Linked DNA regions of Mus musculus: region 2 is linked to region 1. The links are chromatin contacts, called in public promoter capture Hi-C maps. All regions are on one chromosome and are shown on one strand. The core of a region is the stretch at or near the end of the contact, and the rest is flanking DNA. Distances in the headings are between cores, read along the strand shown.

Region 1 (4,191 bases), core at 597-3,096:
TTGCAACTTCTAAGAGGGCATGCTTGTCCTCATCTCTCACTTCCTCTTCCAGTTAACTCCTGATTTTAGAAAGAAAGTTAAAAAGCAGGATGACAGCCTTTGAACTCCACAGAGATATCTCTTAAATATGGCATTTAAGGTGTTTAGTGGAAAAGATGAACAGGAAAAGATGCAAAAAGCTACCTGTGATTCAGACGTGCAAGCTTTTGGCAGCAGTCCTTAGATGGGCATAGAACTCCACCTGGAGCTTGCTTTAAATGTGGCAAAACTGGGTGAAAAACTGCCCTTCACCCCAACCGCCACCAGGGTCCTGTCCAAACTACTACAGACAAGCAGGACACCGGAAAGGTGATTGCCCCAATTTGCCTAGACAATCTGGACATGTCCCCCAATTTCCTCTCCCACAGGAAAGTCTGGGCTTGGTAGCTAAAGACCGATGTGGCCCTGAGACCTCTGCCCCCAAGGAAATCAAGACTACCACGGAGCAATCTAGAATGACTGTCCAGATAGCTGGAAAGTCTGTCATTTTTAATAGACTCGGGAGCTACTTGGTCTATACTTGCTGCTAACTTCAGTGACACTTATCCTTCTCAGAAACCTTGGTGGTCTTGGTGGGTGTTGTCTGGCAGCCCCACCAGTCAAGGGCTACTTGAGCCACCAGGGGGTATATAAAGCTGGTAGCCTCATCCAGGTATTTCCACTTGTAAGCCTGTTTAGTGATGAATGTGTGAGAGGTACCCCCTATGCCTATGAGCTGGGACCCAGGGATCGGTTGCCAGTCACATGCGATCTCTTGCTGTCTTAAGATTGACCATCTGCTCCAGGATCAATAAGGCACTTGAATGGTTTATTGTCTACTTTAGTGGTTAATTTTGGATGGGCGCCTTCTGAGATGCTGGACACCCATAAGGCTTCTATGGGAGCAGTTGTCCCTCTTACTGTCAGGGCTGAGGGCTGTCCCATCTGGAGCTTAAAGGTTCCAGTGGCTTACCATCCTTATCATATACAATGGTATGGTATCTCTTCCAGTGGAAACCTTTTCTGCAGTGGGGACAGATTGTCTTAGGGGGATTAGAATCTCTTAGGGGGACAGGGTTTTGTGAGCATTCATCCCTCCAATGTCCAGCCTCCCCACATTTGAAGCAGACTCCTTCTGTTTTTACTGCTGCTACAAATGCCTGAGCCATGAATGTAATCTGGTGTGGCATGGTTCCTATATCTCGGGTACTACAATCCACCTATCATGAAGTTCCTCCCAGAGACCCTGGCAAGCTAGTCTGGATTAAGAAGTCATACCTTCCCATACAATGGTTTTAAGAAAACGATCTCTGGCTATGGGGTTGCGAATTTTTCTTTCTAGGCTCATTTTAGTTCTGAGAATAAAATTAGATAGGGGTTCTCCAGGCTTTTGATGGAGGAAGAGTAGGGAAGAGGTGAGGTCTTGTGACCCTGAGGGTGGAATGAGCCGATCCCAAGCTTGGGTTGCACAGAGGGGGACCTGCTCATAGTACCCTGCTGGCTGAGTAGCCTGTTGTGCTTCCTGGCCAAAGAGTTCATTAAAACCCCATGGGGTGTCGCCTCTGCCCTGGTTTTACCTGACTTGTTGACAGCATTCATCTCGAAATAAGGCTTCCCATTCCAAAAACATGGGGCCAGGGAGGGAAGAACGACAAATATCTCTCCAATCTTGGGGGTGGGGGTGGTGTTTAAGTTGGCAATATGGCTCTGTAGGAGAGATTTTGTCCAGGGTGCGTGGGTGCTGTCTTCCTTCACTTCCTGCCTGAGTTCTTTTAAGGCTAAGACTTGCAGTGGATACCATTTAAGTGGGTCTATTTTGACTGGGGTTAATATTAACTGGGTATGCCTGAGCAGTTTGGTTTTCTAGTTCCATTTCAGACTCCTGTGTAGCATGGGAGACAGGGTTAGTTTTTGCAAGAGAGTCTCAAAAGTTACAAAGTTGATGGTTGGGGGTAAAGAGCTATCTCAGCAGCTAACAGATATAATCCAGGAATCAACCCTGGCAAAATTCCCTGGTGTTCAGCAAGCCAGGTGCTTCTGACTGAACTTCCCCAGGGCCTCCTACCTACCCTCGCCTACCAGCCTGAGCCTGTTGAGCAGCATTCCAAAGTACTTCAAAGCAGCCTGTAGATAGACCACAGAACCTGGCAATGAGTGAAAAGCCAGATATTTCTGTCTATTGCCTGAACCCCTACTTTCCCAGCCCCTTGACCAACAACATTCCAGTCTTCCTGGACCTTGACAATTTCATCCCAGTTCAGAAGGAAGTAGATACCGAAGAGAATATACAACCCCTTTATCATCAACAAAAGCTTGGGATGTCTGTTCCCTCAAGAAATTCCTTTTCCCAAGGTCCCCAAATTTAGACAAAAGCCCCCAACTCCCTCAGGGGTTTGAAGGAAGTGCCTGCTTGCTAAAAAGGGTATCACTCTCCTTATCTCTGGCAAGAGGAATTTGTGACCCTTCCATTAACAGGTGTCTATTGTGGCTGTTAATTTGTCAAGGCAATGGTAGCTTCTAAGCTCTCTCAGTCCCTGCTCACAAGCTCCCTTTTCCCCAGTCCCATTTAACCCTGAAAATCTTTCCCCAGTCTTGACAGTTTGGGATAAGCTTTTCCTTTTTCACTCAGGGAGCAGCTATTTGGGTTTCTTTACTGTGCCCATTTTCATTCCCTGACCTTCTGATCTTTCATGTACACTTGAGAGTTTTTCTCCTACAGGTCTACAGTTTAGGAAGTGGTTAGAAGCACCTGAAAGGCTGTGTTTTATCCCTGCTTAAAAGATATATTTGAAGCAGTCTTTTTTTCTTATTTACAAAATAATCAATTTTAAATCTCATTTGTAAAGCCCAGCCAACTCTATTTTTGAGAAGAAAATCCATTTTGTGTGAGGCCTAACTAAGGGCTAAACTCCAATTTCAGAAAGAAAACCACAAAGTCCACTTGAGCAAACATCCTATGGCTACCCCCACCCCACCCCACCCCCCTTAGCAACAACAGCCAGTCAGGCTACAACAGCAGGATCAAGGTACATACAGATAATCCAAGACACCCTGCAGAAAATAGATACCCTAGCCATCCTGTTTGACAGGTAGTTCTGCCCCCGTGTTTGGTTCATGAAGATTATGCCAGAAATTCAGTTTATAAAATATTAACTTGCTGACCCATATGGAAAGTCCCCAAGCTTTCTGTAACCACAATAAATACCCACACCCCTAGACTTGAGGCTCTCACTTCTGACCCACTGAGATGGGGACCTGGGGGAAGGGGGGAGTCCTTGCTCACAAGCTCATAATAAAGACCCTTGTGAGTTTGCATTAGAATTGGATCCTCTATGGTTTTGGGGTCCCCGCGACGTGAACATAACAATTTATTTAGTTTTTTGTTTTTGTCTACTAGTACCTGACTGTGAAAAGTTTATAACCACATTTACAGTTTTAGTTTTTTAGTGTTTGTTTGTTTGTTGTTTGTTTTGAGACAGGGTTTCTCTGGAATTTGTTCTGTAAACCAAACTGGACTCAAACTCACAGAGATCCACCTGCTTCTGTCTCCCAGTCCTGGGGCTAAAAGTATGTGCCATCACTCCCAGCAGTCACTTCCCTCTTCTCAAAACCTCAAGGTAACGTGTTTTTACATGATAATTTCCAAACCTACAGATTGGTCCACGTTGGTTTTCACACCAGGGTGCTTAGTTCGAGGTGCTTCCTGTAGGAAGTGCTGTAAGCTCATCAACTGAGGTAGAAACAAAAAATAATTTTATAGTTGGTGGTCATCACAACATGAGGAACTGTACTAAAGGGTAGCAGTGTAAGGAAGGTTGAGAACCACTGCAACCAGACAGAGGGGCAGCCAAGCCTCTCCATATGGTTAACTCAAAAAAGAACTGCTGGGTATGGGGTGTCTTGTGTTCTCTTTCAGGGTTTTTGTGTTTGTTATTTTTTGGCTTAAATCTCCATCTCTTTGAGCCTAGCTCCCAGGTACCTGGAGCAGCAGTAAACATCAAGGGCACCCTTTTACTCCTGGACCCACCATAGAGATGGAGGGAGAGTAAAACTCTACTAAATTTGGATAACTAATGTCATTCAGCTTTCTCACTCCAATCTGCTCCATGCTATAGAAGATCAGAACCTTGCCACTGGCACAAGGTCTGTCACACAGGACACACCTTGCTCATC
Region 2 (4,191 bases), core at 1,114-3,613, 150 kb after region 1:
TCTATGCCTCAAAGTCTGTATGTGATCCAAATTCCAGCTTCCAAGCAAGAATAGAGGCCTGATATGTCCCATCTCATCTTATCATGAAGCCTTTGCCACTGCCATCCTATGTACTGGATGGCCTTGAGTACAATCAGTTATGACAATGGGCACAAGGTCAAATCATGCAAACTTTGGTCACCGAGTCTACCCCTTCAGCAGAGGCTGTAAGTGAGGTATATTCCCTTTAAAGAGATTATGATGTGGACATGCCCAGGAGTAGGGTATAGAGTAACTTAGACTTATGGCTCTTTAATAACTTGTATTATAGATTTTTTTTTGAGAATCTGGCGAAAGCTACAGTTCTTCCTCTAGAAAAAGCAATCCCTCATACAGAAAACTTCCCACATAGATTTAAGATCTTAACTAATCCTAGTGCCATCTACAATGCCCCAGTAACATCTGTGTGACATCTGTTCATGGAGGTTCTCAAAGGCAGGCACTGTAGCACACTAGTGTTTATATTTGCAGATCCCAGAACAATGCTTGGCAATTAGTAGGTTCTCAAATGCAATCAAAGGAATAGTTGATATTTTAGCTTATTCATTAAGGCTGAACAGGTTATTCAGGGACACAAAGAGGCCAAGAAATTTGGGTTTTAAAAAATATTTATTTTGCTATTAATTATTAGGGGGGCACTCACCATAACACACATGTGGAGGTTTAAGGTCAGCATGTAGAAATTGGTTCTCTTTTTTTACTATTTGGGTTCCAGGGATCAAATCCAGGTTAACAGGCTTGGAGGATGCACCCTTACCCTCTGAGCCATCTTTCTGTCCCCAGCAGTTTGGTTTGGTATAAAAGTATTAGTAAGTTACTTTGTTTCTTTTATTGTGTGTTTTGTTCTAAAGTAAGCAGTTAATCAATCAAAATTGCACATTGGGAAAATGTGTTTTTATTGATTAAATATGTTTTTATTGGAGGGCAAGGGCCCAGTTGCAAAATCAATGGAAAAAGGGAGTGGGGATGTAAACTCTATCAGTGCAGGTGTGGAAGAAGGACAGGTGGGTCCAAGCACACAGTAAGCTGAAATTCCAAGGGCCATGATTTTAGAAAATCGTGTAAGAAAGTAATTTTTTTAAAAACATGGTGCTAATGTTTTCAAATAAGGAAAATGGGAAAATGGTCACATCATCGGCAGAAATGGAAAGAGGGTGGATCTAATTATTTTTTGAATTATTGTTGGAAACACAAGAGTGTTTGTTTTGGTTTGGATTCTAATTTTCTTATGAGACAAAATCCTACTCTGTAACCCAAGCCGTTCTGGAATTCACTAGGTAGGCCACAGGCTGGCCTTGAACTTGCAGTAGTCTTCCCTCTTCAGCCTTGCACATGCTGAGATTATAGGCAAGGGCCACCATGTCTGACTTCAAGGGTTCCTAAACAAGAGACAGGAACTGTGACTGGTGAAATTGGGGGAGCAGAAACCAGGAAGCATTCACACAATGCCCTATTCACATCTACTCTGCAAGTTGTTCTTTTTTTTGGGGCGGGGGGTGTCTCCTTAAGGGCATCACTCTATGTGATAGACATTCTACGTGCCTTTACTAAGTGGTGAAGGCAGCATGGCTTGTTTATAGATGGGAAAATGGAAGCTCAGAGGGGCCAGTACTTGCCAAAAGTGCTGCAGTGATGTTGTGGACCAAGGATTAGAAGCTGGAAGTTTGTCATACAATTCCCAACTTTATTGAAACACAGACAGGAAAATGCCGCACTTGCACAGGGAGATGTTTAGCTGCAAGAGTTTTCTTAACTGTCATTTTAAAACTTGAAAGCAGGGTGAAAATTATCTCTAGACAATAATCACCAATATTCTGTTGGCAATAATCACTGCCCTTAGGTAGGCCAGATGGTGCACACCTATAATCCAGCACTTGGGATGCGGGGGTAGGAGGGTCCTAAGTTTGAGGCTAGCCTGTGCTACATAGAGAATCAAAGTCAGCTTTAGCTACTCAGGAATACCACGTGTCAGAAAAATTTAAAAAATCACAACTGTTTATTAAATTTCTTCAGTGTAGCAGGACAGCCCCAGCTCCTAGGGACCTACTTGATGAGCACGACTCACATTCTTTCTGCTTATCTGACCTGAACTGCAAATGGACACGTGCATAGAAAAAGAGCTAGGGGCATGACTTCCCCTAAAGCCAAAAATCTTTGAGATTCCAGGGAGAGAGGAACAGAGACCTGTTGAGTCACAGGGACTACAACCAGTGAGCTGAGTCTAGAGCACCGACATGGGGACAGGCCGAGGCCTGCGGAGGGGCGGGGGCCGGGGCGGGCACAGCCTGAGTCAGGCTGAGGGGCGGGACCCGGACCCCGACCGCCACTCCTGTCCCAGCCACCGTCAGCCACAGTCGCAGCCGGACCTCGCTCCTCAACTTGGTAAGCATAAGTTTTTGAACTTTTTAGATTTTTTTCTTTTTAATGAAAACAACAAAGAGCTACGCATGCTCTTGGCTGGGTGTATCTTGGACTAACGTGTGGACGTGGCAGAAAATGGATCGGGAAGATGAAACTGTGGGAGGCAATTAGAGAAGAGTGGAGGGCACGAGGAAGCCCTAAAATTACACCCTAATAACAGCCTGTGGGGAGAAACGGCGGTCTTTTGTTCTCCCGGGCAAAATAAGTTCTAGGCTGGGTGCGGCTGCCTAACTGGCCTGAGCCCGGGCTGGGTGCGGCCGCTAGACTCCCTGGGGCCGTGAGCCCCTGAACCCAACCAGTGGCGGCCGCCAGAGAGCTGCAGACTCAGTGAGAACTTGGGGCAGCGTCGCTAGGCGTTCATGAAGACTAGAAAGAAAGCGGTTCAGAACGTAGCCTTCCTGAATTCTGGGGGACTCAGCTGCGGGGAAACCGCAGGCAAACAGCCAAGACATACAGATGAGAAACCGGAGCCTGTTGCAGCCATTGGAACCACAGACAGGAATGTGGGAGGAGGCCAGTCCCTCCCAGCTCGCTCTTTTCCTCTCCCCCTTACTCCACTCCCAGCCATCTTTTTAGCCACTCCCTACATCACCTGCCTGTCTCCTACCTGCTACTTCAGTTCCCCTCGTTTCTTTAAAAAATGTTTCCAGTAATTCACATCCCCTCCAAAATCTACCCCTTCCTTTGACTCTTCAAAGAGGATCAGCAAATGTTGGAGAGAGGCCCAAGTGCGTTTTTGCCCTAGTCCCAAACTAATTATAGATTTTTATGTTTTTAAATGGTTGGAAGACATTCAAAAGGAAAAGAATCCCTTGTAATGCATGAGAATGGCATGAAAATCAAATGTATAGAGTTTACAGGCACCGCCACACCCTTTTGCTTTATGTATCCTCACCCTTGCTGCCTGACTATGGCAAGAGTGATAAGATCTTATGGAGCATAAAGAGCTAAAAAATATCCACAGCTGTCCCTTTATTGCAAATAACAGCAACAGAAAGCTTGCGGACCCCTGCTTTGGTGTGTCAGTCTTTCATCACTTCCTACTTATTGTTTCCTTCTTCCCCTTTTCATCACACAGGGTACCTAGGGCCCAGCACCAACAGGTTATGAGGTGAAAGGAGATAGATGAGACCCTGAACACTTGAAGGAAGAGCTTTGGTGCTGGTTGAGAAAGAGATAGTTGGTGTGGTTCCCTCTTTTTCACATATTTCTGTCAAGGGGAAGCTTCCCTGGAACGTTGGGTGTTTAGGTTGCGTTTTAAAAGGATCTCACTGCGTCCTTTCACAGTGGGGTTTTCCTTGCTGTCACTGTTCCCATCATGCAAAAGGGCGATGGTGTGGGCCGTGCCCTCTCTTTCAGCCGCTGCTCCACATGGGCAAAACCTTCCCATCTGAGCCCTCTGTTCTAAGGGAAAGAAGAAAGGAGCATCTATAGGCCTGGAACCTCCTCCCCAGTCTAGCGAGTCCTCCGTGCCAACTCTCCTGCTATCATGTGACACACTAATAAGGCAGCTAGATTTTAGTTCTGATAGGAAGAGCATGTTGTGTAAACACTTGTTTCTAGGCTGTGGTGTTTGGTGTTTCCCCCCCCCCCCCCCCCTAACTTACCAATAGTTTTCTCTCCTTCAGACTCTTTAGAAAGAACTTATCTCCAGAAGAAGGTTCAGGTACTCTGGGCATTCCTAGGTGCAGTGAGCCACAGCAGTGCAATTTTGATAATAAGCTGCTTAAG

What was found. Promoter capture Hi-C pulls out the DNA fragments that hold promoters and counts their contacts.
Region 2: a promoter capture Hi-C map of liver shows a contact between it and region 1, with 2.4 times the contacts expected there. The contact joins the promoter of S100a11 here to the enhancer-like site in region 1. A contact is called at or near these places in 16 of 39 promoter capture datasets (the 3T3-L1 cell line, 3T3-L1-derived adipocytes, the C10 cell line and 9 more), 7 of 484 Hi-C or Micro-C datasets (the 3T3-L1 cell line, the CH12 cell line, embryonic stem cells and 4 more), 8 of 115 datasets of contacts at active chromatin or transcription factors (acute myeloid leukemia, bone marrow-derived macrophages, embryonic stem cells and 2 more) and 4 of 9 other capture datasets (adipose tissue, embryonic stem cells, liver and 1 more).

What each region holds. Positions count from the first base shown.
Region 1 is chr3:93,365,340-93,369,530 of GRCm38.p6, forward strand. No RefSeq gene overlaps it. Among named protein-coding and RNA genes, the nearest start is that of Rptn, 26 kb to the right of the region's middle. Within about 2 kb of position 1,847, at least 25 of the 459 cell types and tissues checked have an H3K27ac peak or open chromatin away from gene starts, as enhancers often do.
Region 2 is chr3:93,518,133-93,522,323 of GRCm38.p6, forward strand. S100a11 (S100 calcium binding protein A11) reads left to right here and starts at 2,364. Exons shown (of 3, transcript NM_016740.3): 1 at 2,364-2,421.